Regions from separate parts of the Rattus norvegicus genome. Here region 1 is linked to region 2. A link is a contact called in public Hi-C data. All regions are on one chromosome and are shown on one strand. The core of a region is the stretch at or near the end of the contact, and the rest is flanking DNA. Distances in the headings are between cores, read along the strand shown. Region 1 holds the start of Dohh (deoxyhypusine hydroxylase). Region 2 overlaps Gna11 (G protein subunit alpha 11).

Region 1 (5,397 bases), core at 1,271-3,770, 160 kb after region 2:
TACTCACCTGCCTCATGACGCACCATGGGCTCCTGGTTCCTGTCCTGTAGGACGGACACCAGCACAGGGATGGCTCGTGGGTCCCTCATCTGGCCCAGGCAGTAGGCTAGCTCGTGCTTCAGAAGGGCAGAGCTGTCCTCAAAGCCTCGGCTGATCCAGGAGATAGCATCGGGGCCACCAAGTCCCCGCAGGGTAAACAGGGCACGGAAGCGGGCCTGCAGGGGCTGCGTGGAGTCCACTAGGGTTTTCCCTATGGCCTCTACCTCCTGTTCTGTTACCATGGCAAGCCTCCCAGCGGGTCCAGGTCCTCAGCAGTAAAAACCTGCTGTAGAAAAAGAAGGAGGGGGCTGGGGATTTAGCTCAGTGGAGGGGCTGGGGATTTAGCTCAGTGGTAGAGCGCTTACCTAGGAAGCGCAAGGCCCTGGGTTCGGTCCCCAGCTCCGAAAAAAAGAACCAAAAAAAAAAAAAAAAAAAAAAAAAGAAGGAGAAGACCCAGGCTGGAGAGATGGCTCAGCGGTTAAGAGCACTGACTGCTCTTCCAGAGGTCCTGAGTTCAATTCCCAGCAACCACATGGTGGCTCATGACCACCTGTAATGAGATCTGATGCCCTCTTCTGGTGCATCTGAAGACAGCTACAGTGTACTCATATATAATAAATGAATAAATCTTAAAGAAAAAAAAAAAGGAGAAGACCCATGCTATGGAACACACCTACATAACTGCCGTTCCAGCCCCAGGGCTAAGACAGAAGGATCCCGAGTTCCAGTCCACAGAACTTTCTCCACATCCACCACCCTCCACCAAGGTGTGTGTGGGGGTGGGGGTGAGCAGAGCACTCTTCAAGGCCATCTTGGTTTTTGGCATCGGCTTCACAATCCAGAGCGGCCCATGGTTTTTGCTGTGCAGTTCAAGTAAGTTACTTTCTGTCTCTGGGCCTCAGGTTCAATGGCTTCTCCCCTATGTATCTGCCACAAGCTCCACACATTGCCCAGAGAGGCACGAACAGAAGTCAGGCCCTGGGCATGCAGACCTAGCCCTAAATCATGTTCCCCATTGGGAGGGATCTCCCCACCCCAACCAGTGACCTCCCCTCCTGGACTCAACCCTGAAACTGAGAATGCATTCCTTCAGGACAGCTCGGATGATCTAGAAACTCTGTCAGTTGTAAAATGGATCTCATCCCTGCCCAGAGTGACTCTCAACACCTTACTACTGGGGCTTCCCTGTAGCCCTCAAATCCCATTGGGATACACTTCGTCCTTCCTCTCTTCCCTCTGAACTTCTTCCTGTTCCTGACTTTGCACAGCTTTTACCCTGTGCGTGACCCCACGCAGGATAGCACACCCACAATGACAGGTGTTTTCTTTCCCGGATGAATTAAGTGGAACCAGACGTACAAGAGGGCGCGACCCTGTCAGCCAGCTAAACACTAGTAAAGACGACAGCAGACGCATACATAACACACTGGACTAACAGGCTGTGGTAAACTAGAAGGCATTCTGGGCTCTAGTGTCATCCTCGGGCCCTGGGTTTAATGAGGCAGGTATGACTGCCTCACCATGGACCCCATAAGACAGTCACACCTTGGGGTTGGGGATTTAGCTCAGTGGTAGAGCGCTTGCCTAGGAAGCGCAAGGCCCCAGCTCCGAAAAAAAGAACCAAAAAAAAAAAAAAAAAAAAAAAGACAGTCACACCTTGAAAATGGAATTAATCAACAAACATGAAGCAGGTCCACCGGAACTGGCAGCCACTGTGCGGCAGTAAGACCACCTCCCAGGGTTGGGGATTTAGCTCAGTGGTAGCCCAAGGCCCTGGGTTCGGTCCTCAGCTCCGGGGAAAAAAAAAAAAAAGACCACCTCCCGATTTACCTATATCAACAACAGAGGAGACCAAATATCTTGTGGGTCCAAGAGTGCGGCCCATTAGAAGTATGGGGCTTCCCTCTAATTCAAAAAGGCTCCAGGGCTGGGCAGGCCCGAGAAGAGGAGGCTGACCAGGAAGATAACCGGTCCCAGGAGATCTTGTCCCCAAATACTTAGGCTGAGTGATTACGCGCGGGCCGGGCCTGCACGAAGCCCCAGTTCACCCTAGCATCTGGCAAGCCCCTCACAGGCGGCAAACCTGAGCACCGGATAGGAAGAGGCTAGAGTTCGGGGCCATTCGTAGTTACACAGTGTGTTGGAGGCTAGCCTGGGCTACATGATACCCTGTGTCAAATACGCAAGTAAAAAAGGGCAAAGTCGTCCAATTCCCTTCGGAAACCCTGACGGTGCCCTGACGTCCCCACACCGGCAATCCCTGCGCGCCCGGGCAGAGAGTACCTCAGAACGGAAGCTCCCCGAAGGCACTTCCGGCACTGCTTACCCTGCTTTCGACTATAAGGACTGGTCACTGAGCTCTGGTCACTCGGGACAGGTAGAAGCGGGTCGCGGCCACAGCTCCGAGAACAAGTCAGCTGACGAACCTCGCGCACCGTCCGCTGGGCGCCGCCATCTTGGTGGCCACGTGATCAGACGGGGCGGAACCATCGCCGCGACTAGGGGTGTTCAAAGACAGAGCGATACGGCAGCGACGCCTCGGGACTGTCCTAAAAGCCGGAGAAGCGACTTCCGGTTTTCCTCCGGAAGAAGTCTTTCCGACTTTCCCCCATAGAGAAAAGAAAATGGTATTATCCTATTCAAAGAGCAACAGCGACGATCCCCACAGAACGTGCGCAGGTTCTAATAGGCGTGGCGGTGTTCTAGAAGGCGGCGGCCAGAGGTCTGTGGGACCAAACAAATGGAGAAAAAGAAATAAAATAGGAGTTCTGGGACTGGAGAGTGGCTCAGTGGTTAAGAGCACAAACTGCTCTTCCAGAGGTCCTGAGTTCAAATTCCAACGACCAACCATCTGTAATAGGGTCTGATGCCGCCCTCTTCTGGTGTGTCTGAGGACAGCTACAGTGTACTCACATAAATATTAAAAAAAACAAGAGGTTGGGGATTTAGCTTAGTGGTAGAGCGCTTGCCTAGGCCCTGGGTTCAGTTCTGAGCTCCGGAGTTCTGAGCAATCTCAGCAGTGAGGGCACTTGCAGTCAATTTGAGGACATGAGTTCGATCCTGGGGAGCCACAGGCTATATGGCAGTGACATGACCATAAAATCGAAGTTTAAAATTTTAGGGGTTGGGGATTTAGCTCAGTGGTAGAGCGCTTGCCTAGGAAGCGCAAGGCCCTGGGTTCAATCCCCAGCTCCGAAAAAAAGAACCAAAAAAAAATTTTTTTTAAATATGTGTGTGGAAATAAATATCATGAAGTTCACTAATTTTTTAACGATTTATTTTACATGCACGGGTTTTGCCTGGACGTGTGTTTATGTGAGGGCTTCAGATCCCCTGAGAGTTGTGAGTCACCATGTGGGTGGCTGGGAACTGAACCTGGGTCCTCTGGAAGAGCAGCCAGTACACTTGACCACTGAGCATGTCTCCAGTCCCATGAAGTCCATTATCACAGAATTAATTTGTGGTAAAAATGTCTTAAAAATAAAAATGAAGACAAAAATAGGCTGTGTATTATCAGAATGCTACCTGGAAGGAAGCCTGTTATTATATAGGCTTGTATGATACATGTATATAAATGTAGAAAATGCAAATGTGAGTAGACAGGATAAAAATACACAATGCAAGCCACCATGTGGGTGCTGGGATTTGAACTCCGAACCTCTGGAAGAGCAGTCAGTGCTCTAACCACTGAGCCATCTCTCCAGCCCCAAAATACACAATGCATATGCCCAAAAATACAAAGTAAAATGAACATTAGACTGGAAATGAATTTTTTTAAGAATTATTTATTTTATGAATGTGAATACACTGTAGCTGTCTTCAGACACACCAGGAGAGGGCATCTGATCCCATTACAGATGGTTGTGAGCCACCATGTGGTTGCTGGGAATTGAACTCAGGACCTCTGAAAGAACAGTCAATGCTCTTTTTTTTTTTTTTTATAAGATTTATTTATTTTACGCATACAAGTACACTGTAGCTGTCTTCAGACCAGAAGAGGGCATCTGATCCCTTTACAGATGGTTGTGAGCCACCATGTGGTTGCTGAGAGTTGAACTCAGGGCCTCTGGAAGAGCAGTCAGTGCTCTTAACCGCTGAGCCATCTCTCCAGCCCACAGTCAATGCTCTTAACCACTGAGCCATCTCTCCAGCCCCGGAAATTAATTTTTAAAACATTTAATAACTGGGCACGCTGCCTCACATCTTTAAATCACAGCACTTGGGAGGCAGAGGCAGGTGGAGCTGTGTGAGTTCGAGGCCAGGTCTACACAAGTTCCAGCTAGAACTATACAGTAAAAACCTGCCTTAAAATATCAGTGAAAACCCCATCCACGCTGAGCTGCAGCTCTTTTATAGACAGTCCTCCATGGGCAAGCAGTGTGGGTGGGAAAGCACAGTGGAGTTGGCACTGCCAGGCCCAGATGCACCTTCTCATTTCTTGGTTGGATTTTTCCTTTGGATGCTTGTTGTTGAGACCAGCATCTTGCTCTGCAGACCAGGGCTGGCCTCCAACATGGGACACTGCTCCTGAGTCCTGGGACCACAGATCACAAATGTCCACCTACATCCTGTGGGCTCTGAAAGCTGGCTTTCCCAGGTGAGGTGTGTGCGGAGGCAGGAGAATGCCAGGAACACACTGGCCCACCGGCCTGCTCCAATGGGTGAGCCCCAGGTCGAGTGAGAGACCAGTTCTCAAAACATAAGACAGAGAGCTTGAAGAAATGCCTCCATCCATGCCCGGCACATGCATAGAATAAATAACAAACATGGCCGCAGGAACAGACAGCACTGGTACCTTTGCCACAAGGCACAGCGCCAACGAATGTTTACAGCTTCAGGAAAGGCTGTGGTTGCTGGAGCAGATCGCAGGATCGGGTGATACCAGGTGTGATCCAGCCCCCCATACCAGCCAATGGGAAGGGATGGACCCAGGGGTGTAGGAAGCAGATATGAACTCAGAATGAGGCTGGTGTGCCAGACCTTGGCGTACTGCCGAGGCCGCCCTGGGAGTAACTGATACCAAAAAATACTGCCCAGGACCCAGAAACGATGACTTCAGCAGCTTTTCGGTGGTGGTGATAAGTCCATCATCCGTGAGGCTACAGGCCCGTCTCCCCTCAGAGGAGTTTTTCTGCTTCACCAGCTCGTGTTGGTTAGCTAGTAGTGGATAACTTGTGGCTCCATCACCCCTGTCTTTGTAAAGACAAGACAGTTTTGTTAGCCCAGCAGTGGACACCCCACCTTTAATCCCAGCACTCGGAGGCAAAGGCAGGCTCTTAACTTTGAGGTCAGCCTGGTCTACAAAGTGAATGCAGGACAGCCAGGCCTAAAAACAGTAACCCCTGATCTGAAAACAAA
Region 2 (5,746 bases), core at 1,910-4,409:
GCAGCCTTGCGGCCCCTCCCATTGGCCGCGCCGCCTGCCCGTCGCGGGGCCCGTGGCAGCGCTTCAGGTCGTCGGGCGCCGGCGCTCGGTGGCGACGGCTGCGGGTGGCGGCAGCGGCGGCAGCTGCGCTGCACGGCGCGGACGGTGGACGCGCCTCTGGGGCCGGGCCAGGCCTTCGGGGAACTGGGACGAGGCAGGGCCGTGCCGGCGGCGGCCGGGGGACCGCGACGATGACTCTGGAGTCCATGATGGCGTGTTGCCTGAGCGACGAGGTGAAGGAGTCGAAGCGCATCAACGCGGAGATCGAGAAACAGCTGCGGCGAGACAAGCGCGACGCCCGGCGCGAGCTCAAGCTGCTGCTTCTCGGTGAGCTACGTCTCCGAGCTGTGGGACCTCTGTCACTGGGACCCGGTGGGTGCACGGGGCATCCGGGCCTTGCCGGGGTCTCCGCGCGCGCAGGGCGCTGTACCCGCCGCGGTCTCTGGTCTCCGGCTAGTAGCGCGCGGTGACAGCGGGGCGCGACCCTTCCAGACCACAGCCCACGGCCGGTCGGGCCACCCCGGGTGTCCTCGGGGCAACTGGTCAGCGCGTCCTGCAGCGGTCAGCCCTTCCGGGATTGCTGCACCCTGAGCGGTGCAGGTGGCTTGGGCCTGTGGTGGCCAGCTTCTTCCATGTGGTCTCCTGGGCTTAGCCTGTGCGACCCTTTGTGGCCAGCCTCTGTTATCCAGGCCTTGGATTCATTCGGGGTCAGCCTCCTGCCTCTGATATCCGAGGCCAGTTGGCCACGTCGGACCCCAGGGCCCTGGGAGACTTGCTTTCTGTCACTCCTGAGAATTCTTGTACAGAGCTTGCCCCTGGCCCTGCTGCACTAAGTAGACTCTCATTTCCATTGTCCCTAGATCGCCTCGGGTGAACCCTTTAAGCTGTCTTGCCCCCCATGATACCCCTTTGGCTTCCAGGTTCCCCAAGACAGTTCCCAAGGGTTACACCCTCTTCTCAACCTCCAAAGGGTCCTGCTTTGCTCTTGGCTTGTTCTTTTCCTGGGTACTCCCCAGTCTCCCTCTGTGTTCCTTCCATAGAGCCTCTGAATTCTTCCACATTGGAGCTGGGTGCAGGAGAGTGGGTGGCTTTTCTTCTTTGGGCTTCTGTTGCGCCTGAGCTCAGTAGGTTGACAGCAGTCAGCCTTGCAGGCTCCCTTCCCCTGTCCTGCCTCCTGGGGGTCGTCTCCCCAGCCCACCCACCCCAGGGAACTCAACATATGTCTGTCACTCCCTGGAGTTCTGACTCCTCAAGGCCCACCTGTTGCTGGGAGCCAGGGAGCCAAGGTCCTCTTGTTGTCACCCTAAATAAGAGCCCAAAATGAGGGCAGGGTGGCCTGGGCCCTGCGGGGGTTTACAAAACAGACTGGGCAGCTCTGCCTGCCCCTCCCAGTTCCCTGGTGAGCTGCAGTCCAGGGACCCAAGACAAAGGGTGGCCTTGGAGAACCTGAGGAAAGGACTGTGGGAGCCTTTGACTAGAAGGGATGGAGGGCAGTGACAGTTGAACTGTCCCATGGGAGGGGTCAGCACATGTTCTCTTCTGTTGCTGTGGCCCATGTGGTTCTCAGGGTCATGGGGCCTTGGTTCCTTCTCCCCAACATGGTGGGATTCCTCAAAATCTATGCAGATTTCCAGGAAGGGAGGGATAAGAAGAGGACAGAGCAGTCCAGAGCAAACAGCAGTAGCCCCAAGGTAGCCATCTAGGGGGCACAGTGTGGCCCTAGCTGACCTTTGTAGAGGTTCAGCAGCTTTCTGGTGGGCTCAGTGGTAGAAGCTGCCAGGTAAGGGTGACATTGGGTGACTGAGCCCAATGATGTGTCATCCCAGCTCTGTTCTGTCTCCAAAGCTGGCTTTGAAGTCCCCTCGGATTCAGGAGTGCTCCCTGGCCCTCTGTGCTGTGACCAGGCTAAGCTGACCAGCAGCTAAAGGGCCTTGCATTGACCTGCACACAGCACCATGCCTCTACCCTAGGTGATTGGATTCTTAGCTGCCACCTGTGCCCTCAGGGCACCTGTCTGCAGTCACACCCTTCCACAGGAGTCTGGGAATTACTTTATAAGAGCAGAAGGATAAAGGGAGACAGGAGTGAGCTTTGGGCACTGCTCAGGTCTTGCTGTGAGGGCTTCCTGGAGGAGGTGACCATGACCTTGGTTCTCTGGCAGTTTGTTTGTTCCAGGTATTGGGGGTGGCGGTTCTGTGAGACCTGCTCCAACCTCCTGCCTGCAGCCTCACGGTCGCACTGTCCCTCATTTCACATCAGCTGTCTGGATAGGGTGGAGACCCTGTGCCCCACTGCCTGAGGTGGAAGCAGGCCAGGATTGCTGTCCTGGAGCCTGCCCTCCGGAGCAGGCAGGGTTCCCGCCACATACCCTGAGTGGTCCCTTCGGGGAGAGCCCCACTCTGTGTACAGGATTCTGACCTCTTTGTCCAGGTTTGAAGCCACCACCCTCATACTGGGACTGCATCTGTGAGGAACGGTCCAGTCTGGGAGTTTTGTGTTCTGTCCTGTTCTGCCAGTCCCTGTGTGTCCTGGAGAGAGTGTTCAGCCAGGCAAACAGTTGACTACTGGCTTGTTCTCAGGGTGGGCGTCCTGGTCACTGCAGGGTAATGAGCTGCATCCCTAGACATCACTCAGTGTACCCAGGCTTAGACACCCCACCTTGAGCCATCCATGGTGGTAACTGATATAAAATAACCTGCAGAACTAACTGGAGGCCAGTGCAAGTTCTCAGAGCTGAGGCTACACAGGACTTTGTGCCCCTTTCCTGTAGGGTGACACTCAGGTGGCTCAAGTAGTGAGCAGTGATGGTATAGGGTGACACTCAGGTGGCTCAAGTAGTGAGCATTGATGGTATGGGACTAGCAGGAGCGGCCTTTCCGGCTGACACAGATTCCAGCTCCACACTCAGTACAGCTGTTCAGACGTCCCAGTGGCTCAGACTCTGCAGACCCTAGGGGCCTCTGCCTCCCTGTATGGCTCCAGGCTAGAGCAGAGCAGTGCTGTCACTGGGGGGCCAGGCTCCCAGAACTCTCGCTTGGAAATCCCTGTCCCTTAGGCTGGGCAGGGCTGGGCCCGGCTTTCTAAATAAAGCAGGAGGTTGGCTCCCAGCTTCCTGTCCCGAGCCCGTGGGCTGGGCGGCCAAAGGCCGGGGATCCGGCGGGGGTGGCCCAAGGGTTGGGCCTGACTTCTGCCCTGGGAAGGAGGCCTCAGCTGGCTCCCTGCTTGTTGCTTCTGTCTCCAGACCCTGGTGGCTTCAGGTCATCCCTAGAGGCCAAGGATGCACCGCCCCTCCCTATGAGGTCCTTAACTGATTCCTAGCAAGACGTATTCCATCCCCAGCACCACACAAACCAGGTGTTTAGGGTGCAGGCCGGGGTGCAGGCAGGAAGATCAGGAGTTCAAGATCATCTCAGGCTATATAGGGAGTTTGAGCCCAGCCTGGGCAACATAAGACCCTGTCTCCAAAGGAGGGAACAGGTTGTATCTCTAAGGACTTGGAGTTTCCACCAGTACAGTGCTGTCCCTACTCTGGTGAGGCCTATCCTGAGTCTAAGGTGGCTGGAGCAGTGGTGACCTGCATGGGTTTGCCTTTTTCTCTACAGAGGACCCTCTTGCTCCAGCTGGCACACAGTACCGGTGGCTCTGCCACGGACAGGCTGTGTGGCCCTAGGGGCATGGTGAATACAGAGAGCGAGGTCAGCCCTTTGTCGGCCACTGACTTGGTGCCTTCAGGAGCCACTCAATGTCCCCCGGAGTTCCCGGGATAGTCAGATGTCATGGAGGGACGGACAGCAGGCTGGGGATAACAGCCGAGGCAGGGCAGGGCTGAGTGTCTGCAGGAGCCGAGTTGCATTCCGTGGCCCTGTACAGTGCACAGCATGTAGATGACCAAGTGTGAACAGGGCGGGGCTTCACCATTCAGCATCCCCGCTGTCCCATGTAGCCACCATGTTTGCAGGTCCATGCCTCAGTTTCCCTAGGGCTAGGTGGCTTTAGAGCTGGGGCGCCTGTGTCCACTCATTGCTGGGGATGTTTTTGCTGTTTCCTTGGTGGCTGCGCCATCACACACGGGCCTCTTCTTAGTGTGAGTGCTGGGCACATTGCTCCTGATTGTTCCCTGCAGGCCATTGTGCAGCATCTCCACCCTCTACCCACTGTGCCAGGACTCCCCCCCCCCCCCCCAGTGTGATGGTCACACCTGTCCTCAACATGCTTCTGGGCTGGAATCAAGGCGCCCATTGTCCCCATGCTGTGGCCCCTGCTTGGCACAGGGCACCCACACTGTGGGCTGTGCTGTTCTTATGGGCTGCCCTTTGGCCAATGGAATCAACTGCCTGCTGTGTACAAGGGACAACCTGGGCAACCCCACAGGCCCTCAGCCAGAGGGATGGGACATGCTATGGGCTGTGTGTAAGGCAGCGTGGCACCCACTACAGTGTGCCCTGCACTCTGGCGTGTTCTTGGAGACTCCACACCAGTACCCATAGCAGTGTCCCTAGATCTGTGCTCAGGGTGTCATGCTGCCAACTGCAAGGGTTCTCTGTCTTTATTACAGTGTGGTGCCGGTGTCCCCAGACTCCCCCTCTGCAGGGGACTGACCACACTGGCTTCTGGGTCACCACAAGGTCTGAGGGTGGCTGAGTGACAGAATGTGGTCACTCTAGGGGACAGGGTGATGTTGCTTCATGGCCATCCTCCAGGTCATGGCTCCACATGGTCAGCAGTGGTCCCCTGCCATGGGTAGCTGTCTTCAGAGTTGGGCCTGCCCACCATTGACAGCGCTGACCCCAGGCCTGGCATGGCAGTGACACTATGGCTGGTGGGGACAGCCCTTGTCATGGGTGTCAGCACAGCTCTGTAATGAGGGCTGACATACCAAGGTCTGCACTCACCCTAGTAACCTGGTTTGTGCCCACAGGTGTCCGGAAGGGCCATGTGGTGGACACAGGGGACTGGCACAGCACTGTGTGGACTCAGGAGCCTGACAAGCATCATTGAGTGTTACAGGGGAGGGGACCCGGCCCTTTGCAGGGGTTCTGGGCCTTGCCTAGAGGAGGAACAGGGTTTTGTTTTCTGCCTTGTAGCCTGAGCTGGCTCACAGCCACTATGTAGCTGGTGGTGACCTTGAGTTTGAGTCTCCTGCGTCCACCTGGAGCCGGTGCTGGGGTGACAGGTTCTCCCCTGAGCCGGGTGTATGGAGTGCTGGAGCTGGGACTCGGTGCCCAGTGGGTACTCTACCTCTCAGCTGCGGCTTACACGCTGGTTTCACACTTCCCACACACAGTGCAGGTTTGCTCCACACCTTCCCTCCAGAGGTGTAAATCAGGGAGGCTGAACCTTCAGACTGCCTGGGTGTGGTGCATGCCTTTGATCCCAGCACTGAGGAGGCAGAGCCAGGTAGACCTGTGAGTTCTGGGTCAGCCTGGGCTACAGAGTGAAATCCTGTCCAAAAAGGATCTTGAACGAAACCTTCCACCAGGTGGACAAGCAAACCTTTGCTGTCAACCAGTGTCAGCTATGGACTGAGTCGCGGAGCCTGGTGCCTGTGCCGAATGATGTGTGGAGGCAAGGCAAGGTCACAGCAGGCGTCTCTGGTTCTGTGGAGTTTCATAAAGGCCTGAGGTAGCCCAGTGCACCGAGTGCAGCTACTCAGTGAGGTGTAGAAGGCTCACTTTGGCTGCTGTACAGTAGGTGATACACGTCCTAT

The links. A called contact is a pair of places that touch in the nucleus more often than the background predicts.
Region 1: a contact with region 2 is called in a Hi-C map of liver, with 2.2 times the contacts expected there. The contact joins the promoter of Dohh here to the enhancer-like site in region 2. A contact is called at or near these places in 3 of 12 Hi-C or Micro-C datasets (frontal cortex, kidney and liver).

The regions. Positions count from the first base shown.
Region 1 is chr7:8,974,505-8,979,901 of GRCr8, forward strand. It overlaps Dohh (deoxyhypusine hydroxylase), which reads right to left and starts at 2,521. Exons shown (of 5, transcript NM_001025006.2): 1 at 2,366-2,521; 2 at 8-325. The coding sequence starts at 281.
Region 2 is chr7:8,814,287-8,820,032 of GRCr8, forward strand. Gna11 (G protein subunit alpha 11) reads left to right here. Exons shown (of 7, transcript NM_031033.2): 1 at 1-366. The coding sequence starts at 231. Among named protein-coding and RNA genes, the nearest start is that of Gna11, 2.9 kb to the left of the region's middle. Within about 2 kb of position 3,160, at least 35 of the 93 cell types and tissues checked have an H3K27ac peak or open chromatin away from gene starts, as enhancers often do. A contact at or near this core is called in liver, where this site is marked.